Regions from separate parts of the Sus scrofa genome. Here region 2 is linked to region 1. Evidence: chromatin contacts called from public HiChIP or PLAC-seq data. All regions are on one chromosome and are shown on one strand. The core of a region is the stretch at or near the end of the contact, and the rest is flanking DNA. Distances in the headings are between cores, read along the strand shown. Region 1 overlaps ACO2 (aconitase 2). Region 2 overlaps ZC3H7B (zinc finger CCCH domain-containing protein 7B).

What was found. HiChIP or PLAC-seq counts read pairs in DNA pulled down with a chosen protein or histone mark.
Region 2: an H3K27ac HiChIP or PLAC-seq map of alveolar macrophages shows a contact between it and region 1. The contact joins two enhancer-like sites. A contact is called at or near these places in 1 of 5 promoter capture datasets (skeletal muscle), 2 of 47 Hi-C or Micro-C datasets (epiblast stem cells and liver) and 1 of 2 datasets of contacts at active chromatin or transcription factors (alveolar macrophages).

What each region holds. Positions count from the first base shown.
Region 1 is chr5:7,021,941-7,026,909 of Sscrofa11.1, forward strand. It overlaps ACO2 (aconitase 2), which reads right to left. Exons shown (of 19, transcript NM_213954.1): 5 at 3,705-3,863; 6 at 3,328-3,478; 7 at 1,753-1,857; 8 at 856-947. Among named protein-coding and RNA genes, the nearest start is that of POLR3H, 25 kb to the left of the region's middle. Within about 2 kb of position 1,546, at least 6 of the 83 cell types and tissues checked have an H3K27ac peak or open chromatin away from gene starts, as enhancers often do. A contact at or near this core is called in alveolar macrophages and liver, where this site is marked.
Region 2 is chr5:7,191,260-7,196,387 of Sscrofa11.1, forward strand. The region is part of intron 1 of ZC3H7B (zinc finger CCCH domain-containing protein 7B); the gene reads right to left. Among named protein-coding and RNA genes, the nearest start is that of ZC3H7B, 7.6 kb to the right of the region's middle. Within about 2 kb of position 2,337, at least 31 of the 83 cell types and tissues checked have an H3K27ac peak or open chromatin away from gene starts, as enhancers often do. A contact at or near this core is called in alveolar macrophages and liver, where this site is marked.

The DNA of each region.
Region 1 (4,969 bases), core at 296-2,795:
CTGCAACCTCATAGATGCTAGTCAGATGCGTTTCTGCTGAGCTATGACGGGAACTCCCCAGATACTTTATATGTGATACCTTTTTTTTTTTTTTTTTCTTTTTAGGGCCACAGCTGCAGTGTATGGAAGTTCTCAGGCTAAGGGTCAAATTGGAGCTGCAGCTGCTGGCCTACACCACAGCCATAGCAAGAGCCAAGCTGCATCTGGGACCTATGCTGCACTTTGTGGCAATGCAAGATACTTAACCCAAAGAGCAAGGACAGGGATCGAACTCATATCCTCAGGGACACTATGTCAGGTTTTTAACCCGTTAAGCCACAATGGGAATTCCTATATTTGATAATACTTATTAATCAATGTGAAGCATTTAGCAAAGCACCTGATACACAGTCAGCGTTCAATAAACGTTAGCAATTATTACCCTTGGCCACTCCGCTGCTTCTGCTCCTCTGACCCACCCTTCCTCTGGCCTTCCAAAGCCGCCCTGTCTACAGGTCTCAGGGTGCCAGGCTCAGGCCTGGGAATTTGGGGCCTTGTCCTCTGAACTCTAACAAAGCAAGCTCAAGTGAAATCTTGGCTTCTGCTAAAGCTGAAGAGGGGGCAAATGTTTCTGAATCACTAGCCACCGCCACCCCTACTCTCCCCTAGGCTACCTAGCCTTCCTGCTGCCCTACCACTCCACTGTGCCTGACTCAGGCAGCGGTTTGCAGACACACTAGGGAACCAAAAGCTTAGGAGCTGTGCTGGGTGTACAGGCAGGGACCTGCCCTGGCTCTCCCCAGCGCCCACCAGAAGTCCCCAGACGGGGTCTGATCGCCCATCCTCAAGCTCCTTGGAACCAATTCCCTTCCTCACCTCGCTGAGGTTAATTTCAATCACTTGGTCATAATGGCAGCCAGGGTCAGGTACCAAGTGGTCCTTGAATTCGTCAGCGAGGTTGGCAATATCTGAAATTAACAAGGGGGAGAAAGAGGCATGTAAAGCAAACTGGTCATAAGCCTCCATCCGTCCATCCACATGAGCCACAGGTACCTGGCACCTGCCCAACCCTGAGCCCTGGGCACTGGCTGGGAAAACAAAGAACAAAGCAAACACCACAGGACACTGTTCCTGGCCTTGAGGGGATCGCAATCTAGAAAGGAAGCTATCGGCCAGAAGTTTCAACATAGTATGACAGAGGCACCCAGGAACAGAGGGACACGGAGAAGCACTGAGTTTTAAAGGAAAAGAAGTCACATGATATAAACACAAGGGAAGGGCCTTCTAGGTAGGACTCCATGTGCCAGAGCTTAGAAACAGACACACTCTCCCCAGGGCCCCCTGGCCTCGGGCTCCCCCAATTCCCCCTCATCTCTCTTCAGAGGCTCCAGCAATCTCTCCTGCAGGCCTTATTTCCAACTCTGGGCTTCAAAGAAGCCAAGCTAGAGCCTCAGGGAAGTTGGGGAAGGCTGAGAAAGTGTTCTTGTTCCTAACGTTTCCGCTAGGGCAGGAATTACAAACAGAAGCAAATCCATGTCATTTCCAGAGCTTCCTGTAGAGGGCACTGGGGACCAGGCCAAGGAGAACCGGTGTTCAGACACCTTTCAGGTGAAACTTCAATTCCAATCCTGAGGCACGGCCGCCTCACACCCTGAGAAGCTGAGAGCTACAGACATCCCGCTCAGGAGCAGTAGGGCACACATGCCTCAGCGACCGCGAGGGACGTCTCGGAGCCAGTCTGGGGGCCCCTGGTTTAGACCCCCACTGGCTCACCTGCCCGGCCTGTCTTGCTCAGGTACTTCTTCATCCTGTGGTTGTAAGGAAACACGGAGGTGGTGGCCCCGATCTCTGCGCCCATGTTGCAGATTGTCGCCATGCCTGCGGAGAAGCAGAGCCCACGGGCAGGGCTGGCTGAGCAGCTGGTGAGGGTCCCACACCCTGGTTAGGTCTGCACACATGCCTTCACACCAGGGAGCTGGCATCATTCTTTCCCTCGCTCGCACTGTCCTTGTGGCCCATGGTTAACACAAGAGCCAGTAAAGAGAGGCCACGGGCCAGAGCTCAGTGTCCCAGCTCCGAGTGGCCACTGGGTGGGTGGAGTGAGGAGGACACAAGATTCAGCCCCTACAAGCCGCGCTCCAGTTCTGGGTCTGGCTGACCTGTCGCCATGTAATGAAAGCTGACCTGGCCAGACTGCCCAGTCGTTACTGTGTCTATCTGCAGGTGAGCGAACCGGCTCAGGTCCAAGGCCGGGCCATACAGCAAATGCAAGCGTGGCGTGCAGGCCTAGGTCTCTGCGTGGTGTGCAGGCCTGCACTCTTTCCAGCAATACTACCGGAATGATGTGCACTGCCTGGACAACGAGCCGCCCACAGAGCTGAAGGGTTACAGATGTCCTGACTGCTCTCAGGACTCCAGCCTCACGGGTTGTGGGGACATGGGTCTTGGCTTCTTACCAACTTCCTTTTTTTGGCTTCTTAGGACCACACCCACAGAATATGGAGGTTCCCAGGCTAGAGGTCTAATCTGAGCTACGGCTGCCTAGCCTATACCACAGCAATGCCGGACCTGACCTGCATCTGTGACCTACACCACAGCTCACGGCAACACCAGATCCTTATCCTACTCAGTGTGGCCAGGGATCAAACCCACAACCTCATGGTTCCTAGTCGATTCGTTTCCGCTGCGCCATGACGGGAACTCCACCAACTTTCTAACTGAGCTGTCCAGTGGCAGTAAGGACCACCTAAAGAGTGACCCCATTTCACTGGAGGGAACAAGGGCCAGCTGAGCTGAGGCAGGTGCCTGGGGAAGTCTGGACCAAATCCTCTCTCAGGCTCGTGCCCGGTCTACCTGGATTTCCAAGGGCCCAGGCACTGAGACCAGGGCACCCGGAGTGGTGAGTAGGAAGGGGCTGGCTTCTCCCGGGTCTGGACACTAACAAGTGATGGCCTCTCCTTCAAAGGAAGAGAGCGGGCTCCACCTTCAGCCAAGACAAGATGTAAGAATGGAGCGACTTCGTGACCCAAGCCCTGGCGCTGATTCCCTGTTCCCACCACCACCCTCTGTGGATTTTTCTCCTGGATCACCCAAGGCAGCCCAGGGCCATGGCCAAGCTGGTTCAGGGCCTAACTCCGTGCGGCCACAGCTACCCGCCATCCTTGAAGGGCCCCGACTCAGACAGTCTTGGACTAGACCGTCTCCCCTCTACCTCAAAGTGTCCACCCGAAGTCTCTAAACTGCCTGGGCGGCTTCTCAGGAGGCCATCCACTGCTTCTATGGCTCGACTGCAGGCCCCATGAGGCCCAGTGCAGCCTGAGAGCCATGTCCCGTGGCCGCCTTCCTCACCAGTGCAGGAGATGGAGTCCACGCCAGGCCCATGGTACTCCACGATGGCACCCGTGCCACCTTTCACGGTGAGGATGCCCGCCACCTTCAGGATCACATCTTTGGGTGAGGTCCAGCCAGAGAGCGAGCCCGTCAGCTTCACACCAATCACCTGAACAGTAGGGCAAGAAAGCAGTCACAGGCCCTGCCTGCCACGCGCCACGTCCCAACCAGGAATCCGCCTGCTGGCATGCCCATTTCAGCGTATTCAGCCCTGCCTCCTCCCCAGAGGTCTGAGCCTGAGCTTTCCTCCCACCCCCTTTGGGCCCCACACCTCCCACTCCTCCCCACCAGCCACCCCTCTGCTGCCGCCTCAACAGCCTTTGCCCACCCCTCACCTTGGGGCACTTCAGCTCCCAGGGGATCCCGGCCATGACATCCACGGCATCAGCACCCCCGACTCCAATGCAGATGCCCCCCAGGCCACCGCCATTGGGGGTGTGGGAATCAGTGCCGATCAGAAGAACCCCAGGGTACGCGTAGTTTTCCAGAATGATCTGAAAAAGAATCCAAGACCTTGGAGTTCCCATTGTGGCTCAGCCGAAATGAACTCAACTAGTATCCATGAGGATGCAGATTTGATCCCTAGCCCTGCTTCATGGGTCAAGGATCCAGCGTTGCTGTGAGCTGTGGAGTAGGTCGCAGATGCGGCTTGGGTCTCGCGTTGCTGTGGCTGTGGTGTAGGCTGGCAACTGCAGCTCTGATTTGACCCCTAGCCTGGGAACTTCCATGTGCTGCAGGTGCGGTTCTAAAAAGGGGAAAAAAAAAAAAGAAGAATCCAAGATCTTAAGCTTAAAAGCCCTCAGCAGAGAATGGAAGTAGGGCTCCCGAGGGTTCTGCAAATTCCCAGGCATTCCTCCAGGATGGAGCCTCTCCAGTGAGGCCTGGACCTGGGAGAGCTGGGTGGCGTGGCTCACGGACAGCTTGGACAGTTCCTGACTGTGAGACCTGGGCTTTGTAAGTGCCTCCCCGAATCTCCATTTCCTCATCTGTTAGCACGGTTATAAAGGCCGCCCCATCTTGACCCCGGATTGTGATGAGAACCAGATGACCTGGGATGCAAGAATATGTCCTGTGACAAGCCCGGGGACATGTGCTGACCACACTTCCTGCCTCACATGGTGGACACGTGGAGTGTGCTTATCTAGCTTCTCAACAGGGCAGACCGTCTTTCATGGCCTGACTCCAGCACCCGCAAGGGAGCACTGGGGACCCGGTGGAGCTCAGGCCAGGAGTTCTTCCACTGCTGAACTGAAACAAAGTACAGACAACGCCTCTCCGGCCTCGGCAGCCTGGAAGCGGCTCGGAGCCCAGAGCAACTTGCTTAAGGAAGATGATGACTTGGCTCATGACCTTTCCTGGTTCAGGGTCCCTGCTTCCTCGAGGCCCCTCTCCTAGCTGGGAAGGAGCTGGCCAGGGGCACAGTCCCCAAATACCTGACGAAGCTACAGGGGCAGCTTCCCAGTAAGATCTGCCCGCCACCCAGACACCTGAGATGCTGGCCACTGGGGGCTACACGACTGCTCTAGGAAAGCCGTGGCCAAAACGAACCACGCCTGGGTCTGGGTTCTGGCCCCACCACCTTCTAGTAGTCACTTCCTCT
Region 2 (5,128 bases), core at 1,087-3,586, 170 kb after region 1:
AACCCTTCCACGTGTGCGTGCACAGAAATGAACGCAGCTTTAAGGAAAGGTGAAAAGTGACTATCTCCGTAGTCCAGTAACGCGCCAATGCCAGTTTTCTGGGTTTGATAATGTCGACTAGTTGTGTAAGACATCGCCACCAAGGGAAGCTGGAAGGGAACTTGGTACTATTTTTGCAACTTCCTGTGCATAAAAAGGTAAAAAACAAACAAAACCTTCCGCAACACCCACTGTCAGGAGGACAAAGGCCAAGGTGCTCCTCCGGGGCACGCAGCACCCGTGGCCTGGCCTGGAACGTGACACCCCAGCAACTTTGGACCAGCCGGCTTCCTGTTCAAGCTGCCCGCTCTTTCTGGAACAACACGAACTAACGCCCCAGGCTTCTTTGAAGCTCAGCTGAGGTGGCTCCTTTACCAGGAAGGTCTCCTTCCCCAAACCCACTGAGCACAGTACCCCAGCTCACCACAGGCGCTGCACTGATCCTTGTCAGTAAAAAGCATGTGCTCGTGTCCCCGTTCTCTCCCTAAACTAGGAGCCCCCTGAAGCTAGAAGCTGCATCTGAGTCATCTCTGAGCAGCACAGAGAAACAGCGCCCAGGAATATATTCTGAGGAGGTGGAGTCTCATGAGTCCTGGAATAACAGTGACGATGCCGATTTCAATCATCACTTATTAAGCACTTTCTCCTCCCAGATGTTCTTCTAAGAGCTTTAAGTTTGACACTTAATCCTGGAGTTCCTGTCATGGCTCAGTGGAAACGAATCTGACTAGTATCCATGAGGACATAGGTTCGATCCCTGGCCTTGCTCAGTGGGTTAAGGATCCAGCGTTGCTGTGGCTGTGGTGTAGGGTGCAGATGCAGCTCGGATCTGGCGGGGCTGTGGCTGTGGCGTAGGCCGGCGGCTACAGCTCCAATTTGACCCCTAGCCTGGGAACCTCCATATGCCACGGATGCAGCCCAAAAAAGACAAAAAAAAAAAAAAACCAAACAAAAACAAAACAAAAAACCCACCCACTTAATTAACCTCCCTTAAGAAAGTACTATTATCATCCCCATTTTACAGATGAGGAAACCAAGGCGCAAGGAGGGGTCGTGACCTGCCGGGGTTACCATTAGTAAGAGGCAGAGCTGGGCTTCGGACTCTGGCAGTTGGCCTTGGGAGCACACACAGCATCACCTCCCAGCTTAAGAGTGCTCCCCCCATCCGCTCAGGCTGCCTTCAGCCTAGACCCACACTCCAGCCCCCGGCCCACCCCTGCACCTGCGGCCTGCAGACGGGAACAGCACCTGAGGTTAGATCATCTTCCTGCCTGGCACGTACTGACAGCCAGGAAGGCTTTCATTTCGCAGCCCTGACCCCCTAGCCCGCTTTCCAGGGCTGCACTCATGCCTTCCCCGTCGTTCTTCCGCGCCCCGTCTGTCCACCCACGCACCCTCTGCTCCGAGGAGGTCAGGGAGCGGTCCAAGCTCACTTCTGGAGACTACCTACTGGCCGTCGGGTACCTTCTATGGCAGGGGTTTTGAACCTGGGGCCCAGGGAGAGAATTCAGGGGTCTGGGACCTTTCTTCTGGGGTCTGGGGAACATTTATAATTTTTCCACTAACTTCTACCTGAGAGTGAACACCCCCCTCGACTACGAACGGAGGCAATGCACCACCAGAGTGTCAGACAAGACATCACAGCTTTTCTCCCTGTCACATGTCAGCGACTGCAGACGTAAGGTGTTCGTGCTTGCCACAACTTCGAAATCACGGCACTTAGGTTAGACTCGCTGCTAAATCTTATTTGTTAGTGCTTCGTCAAAAAAGCCCAGCTGTAGTTCAAGAGAACAGGTTTCCTTTGCAACCTTGTGTGTTTCGCTTTATTTAAAAAGAGTGTTCTGAGAAGGCATTCATGGGCTTCCCCAGGCTGCCCGGCAGGTCTGCGGTGCAGAGGGGATTTAGAAGCCCTGCTCTCAGGAATCCTGTTATTTATCCCTACAATAATCTCACCGTCGGTGCTATTATCCCGTTTCGCTGAAAAACGAGGCTTGCAAAACAAAACGTTTTTTTAAATGAGGCTTGGAGGGATCCATGACCTGCCCAAGGCCACACTGCTACCCAGGAAGAAGGCTGCAGACACTGGCACGCCCCAGGCTCCGCCAGGATCGTGTCCAGGAATGGACCTGCTGTGGACGCCCACAGGCCTCAGCAGGCCGCGCTCTGTTTCTTTAAACTGGCCACCTTGAATAGAAACGAAAGTTCAAGAAACTTCCGCCAGGCCTCCCCCACTGCCCCACCACAAGCCAAACTGACAGCTGCAAAGCATGAATCCTCTTGTGCCTGCAGCATTCCGGTTACAGAGGGCTTTTCCTTTCTTCATCTTGTCCTTCTCTTTCCCAACAACCTGAGGACCCATCTACATAGAAGGGTTCAAACCCACATCTCTCCCCAGGGGCATAGCCTCTACGCCAGCTTCCCCATCAAGACCAGCCCACTATACTGCTAAAGGGAGACACTGAAACAATGACTTTTTTTTTTTTTTTTAAATAGAAAAGTAACAGAAGCTCATTGTAAAAACCCTTGGGAACCATGGGAGCGTATACTTAAAAAAAACCACCCAGAATTTGCCCAGAGTCCCCAGAGCTCAGGGTGACTGCTTACTTTTTGGTTTTTTTTAGCAACTGAGAAGTCACTGCTCCTGTTCATGGCAGCAGAAATCCTGGGTCCTACCACCTGGGCACCAAGACAGTTTCATGGGCTGCTCTGCCTACGTCACTGCCTGAAGACAGACTGGGGCAGTGCAAAGAGCCCGGAGCCGGGTTCCAATCCCAGCCCTGTCCCACGCTAGCTTTCAGGATATCAATCTGAACCTCCGTTCTGACATTTACAAGATGGAGCTAATGATATCCACTATTTTGCAGATTTACATGGTCCCCCACACACACACACACGAGGTCAGAAATTTGTGTTTTGGCTGAACTGGGTACTGTCAGAGAATACTTGGCAACTTTCGAAATTATCCTGTAAAGGAGTTCCTGCTGTGGTGCAACATGACGGGCAGCTTCTTCTGCAGCCCCGGTGGCTGGTTCAATCCCAGCCGGCACAGTGGGTTAAAGGATCCGGCGCTGTCACAGCTGCAGCGTGGGTTGCAACTGCAGCTCGGATCTGATCCCTGGCCTGGGAACTCCATATGGCATGGGGCAGCCAAAAAGGGAAAAAAAAAAAAAAAAAAAGATCATGTAAGTATTTTTCAAACAGTCAACACCAATTTCTTTGCAGTTTCTATCTAGGCCGCTCTTTTTTGGCAAGGGCTGCCCTGGACCACACCGCTACTATTATTCATTTACTCAACAAATAACCACAGGACAGGTTTATATGCTCTGGGCTCCGCCAGATACCGAGGGAACAAGGTTAATGAAGTCGCTGGCCTTGGGGAGCTTGTGGTCCATGTGTGGAAAGATAAATAAAAAGGCCAGTGTTAAATGCACGAGATAAGTGAAGACAGAGATAAGAGCCGCAAAGAAACTCAAACAGGAAAAGCGCCAGGACGTGATGGGGGTGGGCTGGGCCGGGAGCCTGGGGAAGGCCCTCCTGACCAGGTGGCATATAAGAGAGATAAGGAGCCAGCTGTGGGAACATGGGAGAAGGGAAGGGCACACCTGGCACAGGGTATGGCTAAGGCAATGGCCCTGAGCTGGGAACAAGCACGTGAAGGCCATGTAGGGAGCAAGGTGCAAGGGACGGGCTGAGGCCGGTCACAGAGCTACACGCAGGCCACGCTGGGCAGTCAGCACTGCTCTGCGTGTGCCAGGAAACCACTGGCAGGTTTTCAGCAGCGGAGGGACAGGGTCTCGTTCCCGCCTTGAGAAGATCCTCTGGGTCGCTGCATTGAGGATGGATGACAAGAGGGGAAGGTGGCAGATTAGTTAGGAGGCTACGGCAGGGGTCCAGGCCAAGGTGGACAGTGGAGAAGATCCAGGAACATTCTGGAGGTTTTAAAATGTTTTGGGTGAGGAGTTCCCGTCGTGGCTCAGTGGTTAATGAATCCGACTAGGAACCAGGAGGTTGTGGGTTCAATCCCTGGCCTCGTGAAGGGGGTTAAGGATCTGGCATTGCCATGAGCTGTGGTGTGGGTCGCAGACGTGGCTCGGATCCCACGTTACTGTGGCTGTGGTATAGGCTGGCGGCTACAGCTCCGATTAGACCCCTAGCCTGGGAACCTCCATATGCCACAGGAGTGGCCCTAGAAAAGGCAAAAAGACCAAAAAAAAAAAAAAAAAAAGAGTTTCAGGTGACCCCACCCATGACCTCACACTGGGTGGTCTTTATAGCTTTCAAAGTCCCTTCATTTGAGTCTAGAGGAAACCTGGGGCGGAGGGGATGGAATCAGCAAGGCCCTTTCAGAGACGAGGGGACTGCGACAAGGCGATGAGATGGTGGTGCCCCGGCTCACGGCGAGGGGGTGCTGGAGCTGGGAATGAAAGCCAGGACTTTGGACTCCCTGCCCTGCGGTCCTCTGCCTGCACAGGAACAGGATATGACATGGAATGTTCCAGAAACCAAGAGCTTAGCTGAGCTTCCGAAAAGCCCATGAGGGTCACAGCCTCGACCTGCCTGCAGCCGTCAAGGAAGGACTCCGCAGACGCTCACCCACGGAGCCCAGCACTTCAGAAGACTGTTCTTGGCCCAGGAAATGTGACACCCTGCTCCCTCTCTGAGTCACAGTGCAGACAGGGCAGGCAGAAGCCAAGAGTGGGTGGCCCATCGGTTTTCTTCTGAAAAGCGGGGACTTCTCTCACCTTGAAGGATTATCATGAGGATTAATGAGAGACCTTGGGCAAAGCACGATACAAATGTTAGAAAATTAGGGTTTCCAGACAGGTGAGAAAAGAGTTCCATGGCGACTGAGATGGCTTGAAGGCATCTCTCCTGCGGGCCTGGCTCCCTCTGACCCCATGCTCTACCTCAGCCATGACTGAAACCTCAGTCTTTTCATCTACAAAATGGGGCTGCTAATAATCGGTCCTGCCTTGAAGAGTCCTTAAGCGGAGTCAATAAAAGAAAGCACCAAAAGTGCAAGCACAGTGTCGGTACGCAGCCACATTCCAGACCTGGTGGCTGCTGTCGCGACTGCCACTGTCACCAT